2 separate regions of the Sus scrofa genome follow, and region 1 is linked to region 2. Evidence: chromatin contacts called from public HiChIP or PLAC-seq data. All regions are on one chromosome and are shown on one strand. Each heading gives the region's core, a stretch centred on a gene start, on an enhancer-like site or on the middle of the called end of the contact. The rest is flanking DNA. Distances are from core to core; before and after follow the strand shown. Region 1 holds the start of VSX2 (visual system homeobox 2). Region 2 holds the start of LIN52 (lin-52 DREAM MuvB core complex component).

The links. HiChIP or PLAC-seq counts read pairs in DNA pulled down with a chosen protein or histone mark.
Region 1: a contact with region 2 is called in an H3K27ac HiChIP or PLAC-seq map of skeletal muscle, with 2.8 times the contacts expected there. The contact joins the promoter of VSX2 here to the promoter of LIN52 in region 2. A contact is called at or near these places in 2 of 5 promoter capture datasets (fetal liver and fetal skeletal muscle) and 2 of 2 datasets of contacts at active chromatin or transcription factors (alveolar macrophages and skeletal muscle).

What each region holds. Positions count from the first base shown.
Region 1 is chr7:97,528,986-97,533,633 of Sscrofa11.1, forward strand. VSX2 (visual system homeobox 2) reads left to right here and starts at 3,036. Exons shown (of 5, transcript XM_021100021.1): 1 at 3,036-3,443. The coding sequence starts at 3,074.
Region 2 is chr7:97,379,408-97,384,032 of Sscrofa11.1, forward strand. It overlaps LIN52 (lin-52 DREAM MuvB core complex component), which reads left to right and starts at 2,943. Exons shown (of 6, transcript NM_001185836.1): 1 at 2,943-2,980. The coding sequence starts at 2,950. It overlaps ALDH6A1 (methylmalonate-semialdehyde dehydrogenase [acylating], mitochondrial), which reads right to left and starts at 2,478. Exons shown (of 12, transcript XM_005656399.3): 1 at 2,327-2,478. The coding sequence starts at 2,374.

The DNA.
Region 1 (4,648 bases), core at 1,786-4,285, 150 kb after region 2:
GCCTCTGAAAGGGTACATGTTACTCTCACTACACCAGCCCAAGCTCCGGGGGCCAGCCTTTCCCTGTAGGGTTCCCCCCAGAGTCCACACATGTTCTAAGCCTGGCTCTGGCCTAAGTGAGGCAGCTCAGAGACAGCTCTCCAACCAGGGGTCCTTCAGGAATCCAGTTCCCAGGATGGGACCAGCTATAGGCTGCTGCTAGGCCTGCCCTGCACCTGTAGCCTCTGCCTCTGGCAAGGGTGCTTCTCAGAGGGCCTGGTGTTGTCTCCGTTCCAACCTCCTAGCGCAGGAGTGGAACTGGCAGCCTCAGATACAGGGTTTGGTCAAGAGATTTTTCATCCTCGTCTCCTGGCAAGAACTGAGTTTCCATCACTCGCATGCTTGTTTTCCATCACTCACGTCCTTGCCCATCGGCTGGCATCTGGCTCATCGTGGCTGTCCTATGATAAGTCAGGAATAGGACAGCTGCCATTAACAAAACATCCCCATTCATCCTCCCAGGGTAGGCTGGCATGGAGAGGAAGCTGAGAGAGAGATGAAGTCAGAAGAAAACAGCTTATGACACCAGAATTATTTGAGGTTGAGTCTGGCTTCTGCTGCTCACTAGCTTGGTAGCTTGCGGCAAGTCACCCAACCTCCTTGGGAACTTAGGTTTTCACACTCATAAAATGGGGAAAGAAGTTCTTACCTGGAAGGCAAAGCCACTGCTTTGCACAACTCCAGGGGGCACATTCACCTGCTTGTCTATGTGAGTGGTGCCACATGGAACCCAATTCCATAGACTCAAGGTGAAGGATGCCTCAAAATTGCATATCCCTGAGTCTGCACCCTGCAAGTAAGAATAGCTATGCCAGGAGTTCCCCTTGTGACTCAGTGGGTTTAGACCTGACTAGTATCCATAAGGATGCGGGTTCAATCCCTGGCCTCACTCAGTGGGTTAAGGATCTGGAGTTGCCGAAAGCTGTGATATAGGTTGCAGATGCAGCTTGGATCCTGTGTTGCTGTGGCTGTGGTGTAGGCCAGGGGCTGCAGTTCCAATTCAACCCCTAGACTGGGAACTTCTGTATACTGCAGGTGCCAATGTAAAAAAGACAAAAAAAAAAAAAAAAAAAAAAAAGAGTGGTTAAGAACCCAGCTAGTATCCATGAGGACGCTGGTTTGATCCCTGGCCTCCTTGCTCAATGGTTTAAGGATCTGGCGTTGCTACAAGCTGCAGTGTAGGTCGCAGATGTGGCTTGGATCCGTTGTTGCTGTAGCTGTGGCTGGCAGCTGCAGTTCCAGTTCAACTCCTAGCCTGGGAACTTCTGTATGCCACAGGTGCAGCCATAAAGAGCAAAAAAATAAAAAAAGAATAGCGTGCCACCTTTCAGATGTGGAACTAATGTGCTAAGAGGGTTCTCGTGAGGACCTGAGGTTATGCTATGTAAAGGACACAAGCACAGTAGGCATGACATTATTATGGGATAAGGAGGTGGCCCTTGGAGAGAACAGTACTCCGTCCCAGACACCTCCTGCTCTGACAGATGTCCCCACCTGGTTCTGGCTCCTATGTGGGCCAGGCCAGAGCAGATGAAGATCGGCTTCACAACAGCCCTGTTAGCAAGGGCCCAGCTTGCTCTATATCCTATAGCAAGGGCCCTATATCCTTCTCAGTTTGGCCTCTTGGCCACCACAGAAGGTACTAGATGCCCTGGCAGTGGGCTGGGATTTTTAGGTAGAGAGATATACAGTTCCCAGCCCCAGGAAGGTCACAGAAGACTTAGCTGAGATGGTGGAGTGCAGGGACCGCAGGGTCGCTGGTTCACATATGCGTGTGTATAGACTCACCTCCACTTAGCACTTGGACCCAAGGGAGCCATCCTCCCCAAAGGGCCCTTATCTTTCATTGGCCACCTTTGGAATTTAGGCTTTTCTCTTTTCTCCAGGGTCCTGCCTGCATAAAGCAGTTTCCTGCTGCCTCTCACCACTTTTCTACTGGCCCAGTTGGCCGGAATTCTGTAGCTTCCAACACAGGAGTTAGTCAAGGGATCCCCATCAACTGGGGACAGAAGCTCACCTTTTAATTGCCTCTCACGCCCTCCCGCCTCCTTCCCCTCCACATCCTCTTCCTTCGTTTGCTCAGGGAAGGCTGAGGTACAGCAGCCCCTCCGACTTGTCTACCTCATTTCCTGGGAACCCCTAGCTCCTAGCTCAGAGGTGACAAGAGCTCAGTACATATTAGTTGAGCGACTAGGAGAGTAAATGAAATCTTTCCATGGCAGTTGGGTACCCTTCATGCTTAGATGTTCCGATGTCCGTGGTTATTCTCCAAAAGAAGTCACCACCACTCTCTTTCCCACTAGGGCCCCCTACTCCTACCCCTTTGCCATTCACTCATTCATTGGTCAAAATTTATTGAATAGCTCTTCCACACAAGGCATTGTATCCTGCGCAGGGGACACAAGCCTTGAACTTCCCTACCCCTGCACCTCCCTCTTCAAACCTTGGCCCTTTTTCTCTCCCCAGCAGGAAGAAGGCATTCGCCCCTCCCTTATTCTGCCTTTTATGCAGGAGTCCCATATTTGGGCTTCTCGGACCCTGCCAAACCTGTATAGGAATTGAGGGGGGAGGGAGGGGGACTCCCAGTCTCTACAACCTGCCCTCAGCCCATCCTCCCACCCTACCCCAGGGACAAGTCCCAGCCGACTCTGCCCAGAATCCCTAGCCACCCAGCCTCCTGGAAGGGCCCTGAACCTTGTTATCTCATCTCAGTCCCTGGGGCCTCTGCCCACGGGCACCCTGTGCAGAGCCCACCGGTGCCCGGCCCCCAGCATCCTGGCCCCTCAGTGCTGCCTGCGGCGGGAGCTGCCAGCTTTTTGGAATTCCTAATCGCTCCTGGCCCCGGTGATTGGCTGCTCAGCTCTGACCCCACTTGGGCTGCCGCCTGGTTGGATAAAAGGGGAATCTCCTTGGGGCTCCAGAGCATTAGACACCGGAGGGGGCACCTGGGACCAAGTTCGTGAAGAGGGGAGCCCGGCGGGGGGGTGGGGGGAGCAAAAGACCCGCGGCCTCGGCCCCTCCAAAGAGCCGAGAGATGACGGGGAAAGCAGGGGAAGCGCTGAGCAAGCCCAAAGCCGAGACAGTAGCCAAGAGTACCTCGGGGAGCGCCCCAGCCAGGTGCACCGGGTTTGGCATCCAGGAGATCCTGGGCTTGAACAAGGAGCCCCCCAGCTCTCATCCGCGGGCTGCCCTCGACGGTCTGGCCCCCGGGCACTTGCTGGCTGCACGATCCGTGCTCAGTCCCGCAGGAGTGGGCGGCATGGGGCTGCTGGGGCCCGGGGGGCTCCCCGGCTTCTACGCACAGCCCACCTTCCTGGAAGTGCTGTCCGACCCGCAGAGCGTCCACTTGCAGCCTCTGGGCAGAGCGTCGGGACCTCTGGACACCAGCCAGACGGCCAGCTCAGGTAGGTGAGGGAGAGGCTGCGTGGCTGCCTGACTCGAGTAAGAGCTGGGAACCCCACGCCATCACCTCTCGTTTGCATCACGAGGCCTCCTCTGAGCGCAAAAGTTCGTGCCAGGCCGAGTGGTCGCGGCCCGACCCTGAGGCCCGTGCGCCCCGGGCGGGCGCTAGAGGATGCTCGCGGCGCCGGCCAGGTTTTGGCCCCCGCGTTTCCGGCGGCCAAACTGTTCTCCCGTCCCCGCGTCGGGCCCGGGAATGCTGCGGCGCCCGCTTGGGGCCCCACTGGAAACAGGGTGTCAGAACCCGTAGGGAAGGCCGCTCCACTCCGGCCCCGGCTTCCCCCTCCACTGCTCCACTTGGCCCCATCCTCTCGGAGGACCCGCACTCCTGGACCCCGATTCCGTTCCGGGCCTTGGCGGCTGGGGAAGCAAGCGAGTGTCAGCTTCGGCGAGTGTCAGCTTTGGACACCAGCCTTGGTACCCAAAGTTATCTTTTCCTTCCTCCTTTTCTCCATTCCAAAACCCTCGCATTGGTTAGCTGGTTTTAATTTTTTACCCCACGAGCTTAGACAACCCGGCCACCGCGGCGGCCCAAGTGTTCGCAATCCGAGACCCCACCTAAGCACCACAATATCTCGGATCCTGGCGCCTCGCGGGCTCGGGGCCCCTGGATGACCCCGCCGCGCCCTCCCCGGGCGGCTTTCCCGGCGGTGCGTCTCCGCCCGCTCTGCCCTCCAGCTCTGGTTCGCCCTCCAAGATGCCCTCGATTTTCGTTATCTTTTTATCTTTTTTTTTTTTTTTTTGGAAGGGCAACGAAAAGTGGCGCGTCGCAGTCTCTCCAGTCCCGAGTGGGGGCGCATGGTGGGAGCCCTGGAAAGGAGGCTGTGCCCGGGAGCCCCCAGCCCTTCCCGGAGTCCAGCTTTCCGCGCCCCCGCTCCGCTCCTGGGGGCCACCTTCTGGGCCCCAGGGGCCAGGGCTGTAAGCGCAGGGCAGGGGGTCGAGCTGGGAGCATCGCCTGGGGGCTCCTACGACCCGCGGAGGCTGTCTGGCTCCCCTGCCGTCCCAGCCCCAGGCGTGTCGGGGCTTTTGCTTCTCTTACAACGAAATCAGCCTCAGATCCTCGGAATTCCGGCGCCGGCATGGGCAGAAACATCCAGGGCTTGGGGATGGGGTCCACCCCGCCTAGGGCTTCCCAGGGAGACAGCAGGCC
Region 2 (4,625 bases), core at 1,693-4,192:
GTAACTTATTTCATGATATTCTAATCTTTACAACTATTCTTAAAACTAGGACGTGGTCGAGCTGGGACAGAATCCAACTATGATTGGGAAGCCTGTGCTCATTATACTGCATCACTGAGAAAAGTCACTGAGCAACTCAAAGACCAGTTTTCTTATCTTTAAATGGGAGTGATAATATTATGACTGCCAGAAACTAGACTACTCCTTTTTTTTTTTTTTTTTTTTTTTTTTTTTTTGGGCCCTGCACCTACACCACATGGAAGTTCCCAGGCTAGGGGTCGAATCAGAGCTGCAGCTGCCAGCCTACACCACAGCCATGGCAATGCAGGATCCATGCTGTGTCTATGACCTACACCACAGCTCACCCCAACACCAGATGCTTAACCCACCAAGCAAGGCCAGGGATCGAACCCACATTTTCATAGATACTAGTTGGGTTCTTTACCGCTGAGCCACAATAGGAACTCCCATAGACTACTCTTTATCAGAGTGTTATGTCACAGTAATTTCTAGTTGGCTAAAGATTACTAAAAACGAAAAAGATACTAGAAAAACAGAACTAGGATCACATCAAGAAATATGAATGGGAGTTCCCACAATGTTGCACAGGGTTGAGAATCCAACTGCAGCAACTAGGTTTGCTTTGAGGAATGGGTTCAATCCTGGCACAGTGGTTTCAAGGATCCAGCATTGCTGCTTCTATGGCTTGGTTAAAACTCTCAATCCCTTGACTGGGAACTTCAACAGCCAAGGGTGTGGCCATTGAAAAAAAAAAAAAAAAAGAAAAAAGAAAAATAAATATGCGTGAAACCAGATCACTTGACAAACCCTTCCAACCCTTTCTTCACACTGTCCCATTAAATAGCATATTTAAACAGGAACTTTTGCTGACTCTGCTAAGAATCTTTAAAATGCATAGTCTCTGCAGTAGAACTCACTGAAATCTGGTGAATACTATCTAAAAGTCCAGTAGTATAGAGGAAGACTTTCTTAGGTTTGATATAATGAGTAAGAAAAGCAACGTTGTTTTTTGCAGATTCCTGAATGTTGCCTGTGGCAAATCTCACCTCAAAATCCAAGTCCTTGCTAGGCTGTGGACAACATAGGAAAAGCTATGTATGAATAGTTGGAAATCACAGGTCTCAGGCAGGCAGCTCCTGTAGCTCTATCTACTGTCTGCCCTTAGGCTGGCTTCAGAGAGGACCTGGTCCCTCCACCTCCACTCCCAGCCCCACCTCTGAGGGCAGAACTGAGTCACACTAAGGTGATTTTGGAGTGGGAACTTAGAACGTTACACCTGTTTTCCTTGGCTTTTATTTTCTGCCACTTGTTTCAGAGGTGTTTAGTCCTTTGCATGTGCTTGGAACAAACCGGGTAGCATTAACTATGTGTCCTTATTCACCGCCAACATAAACACTAACTTGGCTGAGCAAAAGTTAAACTCAAAGTCTCAGCAAGCCAAGAGGACAGCCTAGCTTGTGGAAAATACAGAACCACGGAGTTCCCGTCGTGGCTCAGTGGTTAATGAATCCGACTAGGAACCATGAGGTTGTGGGTTTGATCCCTGGCCTTGCTCAGTGGGTTAAGGATCCGGCGTGGCCGTGAGCTGTGGTGTAGGTCGCAGAGGGGGCTCGGATCTAGCGTTGCTGTGGCTCTGGCGTAGGGCGGCGAAGACCGCTCCGATTAGACCCCCAGCCTGGGAACCTCCATATGCCGCGGGTGCGGCCCCAGAAAAGGCAAAAAGACAAAAAAAAGAAAAGAAAAAAAGAAAATACAGAGCCAAAGCTGGGGAAGATAGCTCAGCAAATGGCTGCTTTGAGGGAAAGCTTAGTGTGCACTTCTAGAAGGAGACTCAAAGTTCACTCACTGACCCTCACCCCTCAAGTCCTTCCTCCTCCTCCCCTCCGCCCACGCCTTTACCTCGGGTTATAGAGTGAAGTAGGGTTGGGGAAGGGAACAATTTGGACGCTCCCAGAGAATGCCAAGAAAGGCGACCAGAAAAGGAGCTTCTGGAGCAGAGAGGTGGTTGGTGCAGAGGTGAAAGGGAAAGACGGTGGGCAGACCTACAGAGGTGAGGGCAGGGACCGGGCACGGCTGGAGGAGGAGAATGGTCTAAAGCCTGAAAGGGGTAGGCTCAAGAATAAAAAGGCCACGGGTAATAGTCCAGGGCTGGATCCAACGCAAGTGGATACCGAGTGAGATGTGGGACAGGGCCGCTCAGGTCCGATGGGAATAGGAGGGTCGGCCAAGGGGGGGTTGGTTCACAAAGCGGATGGAAAGGACTGAATTCCTAGTTTCATGAACCCTTGGCGCCACCCTCACTCGCCTGCAGGATCCGGGCCCGCACTGCCGCCGCAGCCAGCACCGCCGCCATGGTTCTCGGTTGCCTCTTCTCAGCCCCCCACGCCTTTCTGTGAGACTGTCCAGAAACACTACTGCTGCTAGGCCTTGCCCCTCCATCCTGCCGAACCTCTTCATTGGTGGAGAGGACTATTTCCCCTAGCCAATCACACGCCTTAACACTGACTCCACGCCCTCAGTGCCCAGTTCTGGGCGTATGCGATTGGTCAGAAGTGATAGAGCTCTCGCCTCCTCCCGCCTCAACAAATTCTGCTGGCGGAGGTGGGGAAGACGCCCCTGACTTGGATACTCTATATTGAGAGCACGAGGAAGACGCCCCCGAATTCGGAACTCCGATTGGCCACAGGCATGGCCGCAGCCCCACCCACTCACTGAGGAAAGTAAATAGGACTCTGCAAGAATTTTCAGCAGCGCCAGCACATCCACAGCGCGAGGGGGTGTGGCTAGCCCTGGGGGCGGGGCTACGGAAGATTACCCTATGGGGCGGGGAAACGAGACAGGACAGAGGGTTGGGGAATAGGGTTTCTCTCTGGGGGCGTGGCTTATGGACCCTAGCTTTCCCGCCGACGGTTGGCAACGTCACGTGACATGGGTTGGAAGATGGCGTCTCCCACAGACGGTAAGAGCCGGCTTATAGACCCTTCGCTTGCGACCTCCTTCTCTGTTCTCCTGGGAACTTACAGATGCTCAGAGAGAATCTCTCCGTCTGCCCCTCTAACTTACACCTTTTTCGTGGCCTTCTCGCCTTTCCCTTTTACTTTCCCACGGTATGTGGGTGCGTCTTCAGCTCGCTGGTTCTTCACAGAGGCTCCGGAGGTGCCCAGTTTCTTTGCAGTGTGCCAGGCGGATGGAGTAGGGCACCCGATTGGGACCCATTCCGGGCAAAACAAGGAGGGCCTCTCTGGTCCTCCTTTAGCCGCATTTGAGTGAGGCTGAGGGCCAAGGAGGAGATACTGCTGGGGTAAAGGAGGTGTCTCAGTGTAGCTTTCTCTTTCTCAGGGCGCCCCTTTGAAGGTTCGATTCTCTTTGAGCATCTGGAACGATTCTCTCACGCTAGCTAGGGTTGGTGGCAGACCTAATCTCGGGATTGAACCGCAAGGAAAATGTGATTCTCTCCTCCCTCCTCGGATTGGGACCGTTGTTCTGGCAGCAAGGGAAGCAGGAGACCCCTCTTGGTCCCTCTCAGTGAGAGTCCCTAGGAAAATGACAATTGAGCTTTTTAGTGTAGTCATGCACATTCATTCACTCAGCGTCTTTCTTCTATGTTATGTGTTGTTTCCTAAGGCTGAGTGAATGAATGATTTCTGCTTATATGTTGTATAAGAAGCAAGTCATCTGAGGTAGCAATTAAGTGGTTTTGGTATATCCACAGGGTTTTGCGCTCCGTTCTGCTTTAGGGTTAGGGTCTTGCAGTCATTTCTAAGCTCAGTTTTTGCCTCGACAAAATGCTTGCAGTCGTTTCTAAACTCAGTTTTGCATCTCCACGTCCATTTCACTTATACTTAGTTTTCTCTCAAACAAAGGAATTTTGTGTATGGAAGGAATCTTGGAAGTTCATTTCAAGAATGAGGAAGTTGAGGCCTGGAAAGCTATGCTGAGATCCACTATTCGAAAGGCATTATTATTCTAATTGCTTTGGGAGAGGAAAAGATTAATCAAACATGTAATATTTTTTCAGTTTCATTTAAATGTCACCTCCCAAAAAGGCTTTCCCAGAACACTGTATCTGTTTCTGGAGTTGCCTCACTTCACCATTATTCTATCTCAGTACCCTCATCCACAGCATAGTTATTCTGTTAACTTTGCCCCTTTCACACTAGCTTGTAAATTCCAAGACTGTCATGTTCATAGTTGGATCCCAGGGCTTAGCACAGTACCTGGCAGGAAGTAGGTCTTCAATTCACATTTATTGAATGAATGATTAGATATATACATAAATAATGTATTACTTAGTCTTAAGTTTTAACTGAGTGTTAAGTTTTTTGAGCATGGGTACGTACTGCAGAGGAAATTATGGGTGTAAAGAGTCAAAAGAGGAGTTACCATTGTGGCTCAGTGGTTAACGAATCCGACTAGGAACCATGAGGTTGCAGGTCCTATCCCTGGCCTTGCTCAGTGGATTAAGGATCCGGCGTTGCCGTGAGCTGTGGTGTGGGTCGCAGACACGGCTGGGATCCTGAGTTGTTGAGGCTCTGGCGTAGGCTGGCAGCTACAGCTCTGATTAGACCCCTAGCCTGGAAACCTCCATATGCCGCGGGAGCGGC